Linked DNA regions of Sus scrofa: region 2 is linked to region 1. Evidence: chromatin contacts called from public HiChIP or PLAC-seq data. All regions are on one chromosome and are shown on one strand. Each heading gives the region's core, a stretch centred on a gene start, on an enhancer-like site or on the middle of the called end of the contact. The rest is flanking DNA. Distances are from core to core; before and after follow the strand shown.

Region 1 (4,555 bases), core at 2,031-4,530:
GGCAAAAATATCCATTTCTGGAAGGAAAATCCATGGTATGAACAAGAAAAACCTGTGTGTGTGTGTGTGTGTGTGTGTGTGTGTGGTGTGTGTGTGTGTGTGTGTGTGTGTGTTTGCTCTTTTTAGGGCTGCACCGGTGGCATATGGAGGTTCCAGGCTAGGGGTCTAATCAGAGCTACAGCTGCCAGCCTACACCACAGTCACAGCAACGCAGGATCCTTAACCCAGTGATCGAGGCTAGGGATCGAACTGGCACCCTCCTGGATACTACCTGCAACCTGCTGAGCCCCAGTGGGGACTCCCCAGGGGTCATTTTTGATGCGTCCTGTCCTGTCATCAATTTGTCAGCTCTACCTCAAAATATGTATCGATCTGCCCACTTCTCTCCATCACCACCACCTCAACGAGATACAAAACAAAACAAAACCCCAACTGCCACTTCTGAAAAGCTGGGAGCAAAAGCAGGTGCTGAACATGCTCTCTGCACACAGCACCACCAAAGGGGTGGGCAGACCACCTAAGCCACCCTTCTCGCCCAACCCGTGGGCCACCACTACCCTCACCCCAGCTCACCAACCCAAGGAGCAAGGGAAACGGTTGCTCATCTTCTGCAGGAAAGTGTTGTTGCAGCAAGGACCCCAGTAAAGCCTTGCCTGAATTTCTTGCCTGGCCTCCTATCAATTTCTTTCTTTCTCTCTCTCTCTCTCTTTTTTTTTTCCTGTCTTTTTAGGGCCACACCCGCAGCACATGGAGGTTCCCAGGCTAGGAGTCAAATCAGAGCTGCAGCTGCTGGCCTACACCACAGCCACAGCAACACCAGATCCAAGCCGTGTCTGCAACCTACACCACAGCTCACAGTAACGCCAAATGGTTTAACCCACTGAGAAGGGCCAGCTATGGAACCCACCTGCTCAAGAATACTAGTTGGGTTCGCTACCGCTGAGGTACAAGGAGAACTCCTTATCAATTTCTATAGATTAAGGAGTCCAAGAAGAACATAGTAACAGAGCCAGCTTTTTTGTTTGTTTGTCTTTTCTAGGGCCACACCCACTGCATATAGAGGTTCCCAGGCCAGGGGTCCAATCAGAGCTGTAACTGCCGGCCTATGCCAGAGCCACAGCAACACGGGATCCGAGCTGTGTCTGTCACCTACACCACAGCTCATGGCAATGCTGGATCCTTAACCTGCTGAGTGAGGCCAGGGATCAAACCCGAAACCTCATGGTTCCTAGTCGGATTCGTTAACCACTGAGCCACGACGAGAACTCCCAGAGCCAGCTTCTGACAAGAGGAAGACACGGTAGCCAAACAAATAGTTTAATGCCGGGGGTATTAACAACAACATCAGTTATCCATGACTTGCCCAGGTACATTGGAACCTGAGCCAAAAAGAACAATCGGTAATAATGTTTCTGTCTCTTTAAAATTTTGGTTTTTTAGGGCCGCACCTGCGGCATAGGGAGGTTCCCAGGCTAGGGGTCCAATCGGAGCTGTAGCTGTTGGCCTATGCCACAGCCACAGCAACTAGGGATCTGAGCCAAGTCTGGGACCTACACCACAGTTCACTGCAACAGACAACACCGGATCCTTAACCTGCTGAGCAAGGCCAGGGATCGATCCCGAGTCCTCATAGACACTAGTCTGGTTCACTAACTGCTGAGCCACGATGGGAACTCCAACTTTTTGTGTTTTATTCATCATAGATTTTCCTGCATTTTGACTTTTTTAAATGTCTTATTAAAATAACTACTAGTCTTTTTTTTTTTTTTTTTGTCTTTTTGCTATTTCTTGGGCCGCTCCCGCGGCGTATGGAGGTTCCCAGGCTAGGGGTCCAATCGGAGCTGTAGCCACTGGCCTACACCAGAGCCACAGCAACGCGGGATCTGAGCCTCATCTGCAATCTACACCACAGCTCACGGCAACGCCGGATCGTTAACCCGCTGAGCAAGGGCAGGGATCGAACCCGCAACCTCATGGTTCCTAGTCGGATTCGTTCACCACTGCGCCACGACGGGAACTCCTAACTACTAATCTTGATTCGTTTTTTGGTGCTCCCTTTTGTCTGAGGTGAATGCCTCACTCACCGTACTTATTGCCAGGACTGTTACTAAAAACTGATGCAATAAGGAACAGCTTGCAAGTGTACAGTTTTTAATTTATTTTTATTTATTTTTTAAAGGGCATTAGTTATGTTGTTACAAAGGTAGATGAAAGATACAGATGTGTAGTGTGCCATTACCTGATCACCCTGGCATGAAGTCAAAAAGTAACTAAAATAAGCAAATCATTCAATAGCATGTTAAGTATTTTACTGAGCAATTCTTTAGGGATCAAAATAAAAAACCACGACTGGTTGACAGTGGCTGTTTCTGAGGATAGGCAACTTGAGCTTTTCATTACAAATCCTCCTACACTAGTTCTTTGATGACGACGATAATTGTGAAACAGAAAAGTCTGGATTCCAAGACCTGTGAACACACAGTTCTAAGTCTCACTCCAAGTCCACACCCACCCAGAAACGGTGGGTGGGGGGAAGCACCTGCAATTCCACACCCAGCTCCTCGCAGCCCTTGCCTCCGGCAGCAAAGATACCATTATCTTAACAAAAGACAGCTGGAGCCTCTCCCCGGTGCAACTTTGGACCCCGTCTTTTCCTTTTTTCCTCCAACCTTGGATAGTTTCGCGGAATCCTACGACCTCCCCCAGCAACTGCGCAAGGCCCACAGGCGCATCGCCCGCAGCCCTAGAGGTTCCGGCCACCGGCGTTTCCGGGGAGGCCTTTAGCGGACGGACCCCGAAGCGGCGGGGCGGGCAGGTCCCAAGGCGCAGGCGCAGTCCTCCTCCGACGCGGTGCCCCGCCCCTTCCCCGCCCGTCGCTAACCTGTCAGGGCGTCGGGGGGGCTTCACGTTGCCTCTTTCCGCCCAGCGTGATCACGTGACGGGTGAGGGGTTAGGTTACCGAGAGCTCCCGGCTTGTCCCCCCTCTGCAGTTTCTCGACCTTCTTCCGGGCACCCCCTTGCCCGGGGGCCGCTCTGAGGCTCCTCTCGCCGAGAGGCAGGGACTCACCCGCCCCGAGGCTCTCACTGGCGCCTCCTCCGCCTCGGCCGCGGCAGTCACGCGGCGCGGGAGAAAGGGCGGGCCCGGGCGGGCGGAGGCGAGCGGGGGCGGGGACTCGCGCCGTCCTGGGCGGCCCTTAGGGCTGGCGCCGCGCTGGAGGTGCAGATAACCCGCTGGTGCTGCCCTCGCTGCTGCTGTCTCCGCCGCCTCCCCGACCTCCGCTGCCTCTGCTGGCTGTCACCATGAACCAGGACCTACAGAAGGAGCGAGCCGCCGCCAGCTTCAACCCGGAGCTGCTCACACACGTCCTGGACGGCAGTCCAGAGAATACCCGGCGCCGCCGAGAGATCGGTGAGGACGGCGGGCCGGGCCTCCCTCCCCGCCCTTCCCGGAGCAAAGCTTGAGACTCCCACCGGGAGGAGTCAGAGCGGCTGTGAGGCGTAGGCCGCAACCTCCGGCTCAGCTTTAGGGGAACCGGGAAACCCCCTCCCCACACTTTTAGAGATGCTTGTGGCGGGGGAATCGCCCATCCTGAGAGGGGATCTGTACCCGTAAGTCCGAAACCTGCTGTGATCCGGGGAGCTGTAACAGAGCCTTGAATCTGTGTTTCTCTTGATACCCTATCATTCTTTTCCAGAAAACATGATTCTGAGTGACCCAGACCTGCAGCATGAGGACCTGAACTTCCTCAGTCGAAGCCAGCGTTACGAGGTGGCTGTTAAGAAGAGCGCCACCACGGTGAAGAAGATAAGGGAGTTTGGCCTCGCAGACCCAGATGAAATCCTGTGGTTTAAAAAGTAGGTATGCGGAGCTTTCCCGTGGAGGATCCGAGGTAACTAACCCGACTAGTATCCCTGAGGATGCAGGTTGGACCCCTGGCCTCCCTGAGTGGGTTAAGGATCAGGAGTTGCAGTGAGCTGTTGCAGGTCTGCAGCTGCTGCTCGAATTTGACCTCTAGCCTGGGAACTTCCATATGCAGCTGGTGTGGCGCTAAAAAGACAAAAAAGACCCCCCCCCCCAAAAAAAGGTACGTGTGTCTTAGTTTACATCAAGTGCCCAAGCCCAAACTAAAGCCACAATCTGTGGTGTCCTTTTTCTCTTGTTTGGCGTTTGAAGACTCAAATTGGCATATTTTCACACCACTTTAAAGTTGTAAGTATGAGAAATAAGGTTTCCGCTTACATTTAAGCCTTTTCAGTGGATGACATTTGTACAAAGCTTATAATGGAGATGCTGTAATAGGATTTCAAGAATCATACAAATTCTGTCCACGTGTGTCAATTTTGAGTGATTTAAATGCAGAATGACTTTGCTGTTTGTAAGAAGGAGGCCTGCTGAATCTAGAAGCTAAATTGGGAAGGAATTTTTTTTCTCAGCTGCAAAGACCAAACATTTAAATATTTTAGAGCAATAACAGATTGTATTTTCACATGATAGTGTAGCTCTTGAGTTTAATAATGGAAAATAGGGATGGATGAAAAAGAACTTGAGTCAAAC
Region 2 (3,991 bases), core at 1,126-3,625, 180 kb after region 1:
ACACAATATTAACATAATTAATGTATAAGACAGTTTTAAAAGGTAAAATATTTTGACAGGTTAAAAAAATACAAACATTCAAAAAAAAAAAAAAAAACCCAAAAGGGGGTCTCCACCCGGATTCAACAATGGGATCAATGCAGTAGCTAAGATTATATTCAGACTGGAACAAATTCTGGAAAGTCATGCTACAAAAGAGAATGAAAAAAAATGCTGGGCAGCTCAAAATTTTATAGCCAATACTCAAAGTTAAAATGTTTGTGTCTCCTAACCTCTAAAGACAACAGAGGGGTTCCCCCATTAAAAAAAAAAAAAAAAAAAAAAAAAACCAGGGCCAACAAGCATACTGGTGCCATCATCAGTGTCCTTATGCTCCCTGTTCCTACGACCTCAGTGAGAAGGGAATGAAGCTTTCCAAATCAAGGTTTGAATGCCTATAAATCTACCAAGACAGACAACTAATTTCTATCTCTGATTTTTTAAGATAACACCCCCCCCAGAAAATAAAAAGATGGGAACACCTCCAACCTCCAACCATCCAATGAGGCTTGGGCTTTACATCTGCTACTGTTGATATACTAAGCCACTTCAAGAGCCAAAACTGATTGATTACTCTGTACTTACCCGACAAGGGATGAAAAGACAGATCTGAAATAAATGAGCATCAAGAGGACAGACTCAGAGACTAACGCAGCTGCTGACTTGCTTCATCCCTCAATTCCAAAACGATTAGCAAGGCTTTCTAATACAGATTCCATACTATACTCAATGACAACCCAACACAGAAACAGAGGCTGCTGAAACCAAGACCCACATTACTAAAAACGTAAAATTTTACTGAAAGACATGGTCTGAGCAACCAGAGATTAAAAATAAGCTCCAACTAGGTGAGGTTGGCAGAAGACCATACTGCTGCCTGACCATACCACTCCCCTCATCACTGAATTCTTCTAACACCAAGGGAAGGATTGCAGAAAGAACTCCAGCACCAAACAAGGGCCACATTAGAAAAGTTACAGGTGGCATGAGTCAGACTGAAGTCAATAAAGTTTCAGATGATTTCAATCGATAGCAGAGAATCTCGCAAGGAAACCAATACACTTCCTTAAACCCTCTTTGCCTTATTCCAGAAGAGTTTCCCACTCACAGAGTCTGACTTCTGTGAGTGACGAACGAGAGCTCCCCTGTGGACTTCTAGTTCTTTCTATTCCAACACACGCTTCTTGCTCTGGGTCACCAGACAGCATTACTGTGTGCCCCTTAACGGTTGTTCAACTCCCACATTCCAAATCTCCGGCCAGATTGAGGTACACTTGGGGATCCTTCCAAACATGCACACATTTTGGCAGCCCAAGGAGATGCGAGGCAAAGAGCATCAGGGAAAATGGAAACCCAACATTCTGCTTAAAGGGAGGGTCTGCCTTCTTCACCTTTCTTTCTCATCAAGTACCTAGCACTAGGGAGTTGCTTGAAGTGCCCTGAAAGGAAATAAAAAGACGAAAGGGACCTACATTTAGACACAAGCAGATTCCCAGGAAGAGGTTTTCCATCTTACTGGACTCTTGCAGTGTCAGCATTTGGGGGTCCCTCTGAGGCCACAGCTGGGTTGGGCCTGAGAACATATTCGGACCCCATCACCTTCGGGATCCCTGACTTGGCCTGGGTCAAATGTTTTTAAGTAAATTCCAGCCAAAGTGGACAACACTTGGGCCTTAGGGACGCACAAGGCCTCCTGTGCACAGAACACAGGTCGCCTAACAGAACTTCACGCTAGTGGTCATTCATAGGCCGTTCTAGGGCTGGCCCCTTAGGAACGCATCCTGGTCGCGTCTTGGACTTCTTATCCCCCCCGAGAGTGCCTGGGACTGTGGTTTTATGGCCTGAGAACCAGTTAGGCCTCGAAGGCCAGGCCTGAGATGTGTGCACTCTGCGCCGCGAGCTCCCTCCTTCCCCACTTGCGGCGGGACTGGGTTTCCCGCCCCACAGCCCGACCAAAGGTTGGTGGCAGTTGGAGGCAGTTGGGACCGGCCCTAGCAGGTTGGAACCGGTCTGGGCCGGGACGGAGGAAAGGGGGGAGGGAGAGGCCGCCTCGCGCTCTCCCTGCGCGCGTGACTCACGCTGGCCGCTGACGTCAGGCGTGCGCGCGCGGCGGGGGGGGGGGCTCTACGTACGTGTAGTGCTGCGGTTTCTCGGGCTGTGCCTGCAGCACCTGAGCGGTAGCGGCCGGGGGCGCCGAGGAAGCTGCGGAGCCGCCGGGCCCGGGGCCCTTCGACATGGTCCTGTCTTCCTGCCTCTTCGCCGCTCCCCTTTTATTATTCAGTCTGCGCGGTCCGCGCCGAGGCACTAGTGCGCCTGCGCCGCGCCACGAGAACGTGAAGACCCCCCGCACGGCAGCGAGGGTTGCTGGGAGTTGTAGTCCTGGGTCAGGCTGGAATTTTACCGTCCGCCGAGGGTTGCTGCCAAAGGAACGGACCACAATACCCAGAGAGCCTTGCAGACGGTATCCCGGATGCTGAGGGCCCGAGACGGTTTCTGGGGATTGCAGTCTCGCCCTGTCTCTCCTTAACAGCCGGTTTCCCCGTTCGTGGGGGAACCTTTGCCTGAAACTGGAGCACCTGGAGTAGAAGAGGCCCAGAGCTAGGGAGGGCTTAACGACTGCAGTGAAACAGTTCCAAGTGTAATTCCACGGCCAACAGTGTAATAATTATCTCGCCTCCATACTTAGCAAAGCTTGGGCTCGGTTCTGATGCCGCCCTGAGCAATGGGCCTTTGAGCTTCAGGCACCTGGACTCTGCCAACATCCTCGCTCGTTCAGCGGGAACAAGCTGAAAATCATAAGGGAAAGTCGGCCTGCTGGAAGTCAGCGTGAGAAAGCTCTGCTAACGAAGAGCTACACAACCCAGTACTCTGTTCCTGCGCCTTTGCTCAGGCGCTCCATACACCTTTACGAGCTCTGAAACCTGGAACTCCACGGTTTCAGTCCTTTCTCAGCTCGACACTTGGCCTGACCAATTTGTTTCCAGTACGTTAAGGGCCAAGGACGAACTTAATCTCCATCTAGCATAGTCTCAGGTGCACTGGCAAGTTGCAGGGGGCTTCGAGAAGCATCACAGTGTCCAGAGGAAGGGCCTGGGTTTGAGTCAGGAGTGCGATTTATTATAATTTACCCTAGTTTCCTGCTCTGAATGCCAGCCTTTCTACTTGGGAAAATGTCTCCTCCCCGCTTCCCTCCAGTCAGATGAAGTTCTTCATAGATACTTGAAACTTACCATCTTAACTTTGTTTTCCTTATTTAATCTATTTAAAGACATTGTTTTAAAGACTGATTTGTATCTTATTAAGTAACATTAACTCATGCTAATCTCGTAAAAGAAACACATTCCCAGTAACCTTAGGGGCAAAGCAGGAAGGGGTGAATGTAAAAGTGTTAATATGCAGGACTGACACATGCCTATTTTATTTAGTTCCAAGTAACCACATCAGAAGCCAAATTGTCAGCCTACAAAGCTGAGAAACGAGTATTTCTTAAACAGGCCAAATCAATTGTTTCACCACTAGGGGCGTTTGAAGATGAAAAATTCCAAAAGGAGAAACAAGTTGAGGTGTATTGCTTTAATCCTATTAAATGCAGATAATTGGCTTATCTGTTATTCCCCCCACCCCACCCCACCCCGAATACCCAAGTGTGATTTGAATGGAGAAAGATAGTTCAGACGGCTGGATTTTAAATGTGTGTGTACCATGAACTTCAGAATAAGAGTGTACGGGTAGAATTGGGAGATGATATCATCCAAGCTGCTTAATTTACAGGAGAGGAAACCGAAACTCAGAGAGATTAAGTAACTTGCACCGAGTTTCTAAGTCTGTGACAGAACAGGAACTAGGACCGTAGCCAGATGCTGCATCCCATTCTGCATTGTTTGTATCAACATTTTCAGTTGCTCCCCATTTCCTGTGCTGCTTAGAAAAAACATAACCTGTATGACTGCCA

Evidence for each region. HiChIP or PLAC-seq counts read pairs in DNA pulled down with a chosen protein or histone mark.
Region 2: a contact with region 1 is called in an H3K27ac HiChIP or PLAC-seq map of alveolar macrophages. The contact joins the promoter of UNK here to the promoter of ACOX1 in region 1. A contact is called at or near these places in 1 of 5 promoter capture datasets (fetal liver), 2 of 47 Hi-C or Micro-C datasets (liver and skeletal muscle) and 1 of 2 datasets of contacts at active chromatin or transcription factors (alveolar macrophages).

The regions. Positions count from the first base shown.
Region 1 is chr12:5,447,994-5,452,548 of Sscrofa11.1, forward strand. ACOX1 (acyl-CoA oxidase 1, palmitoyl) reads left to right here and starts at 3,281. Exons shown (of 14, transcript NM_001101028.1): 1 at 3,281-3,409; 2 at 3,696-3,855. The coding sequence starts at 3,301. TEN1 (CST complex subunit TEN1) reads right to left here and starts at 3,147. Exons shown (of 4, transcript XM_003131187.4): 1 at 2,882-3,147.
Region 2 is chr12:5,625,874-5,629,864 of Sscrofa11.1, forward strand. It overlaps UNK (RING finger protein unkempt homolog), which reads right to left and starts at 2,376. Exons shown (of 15, transcript XM_021066619.1): 1 at 2,172-2,376. The coding sequence starts at 2,275.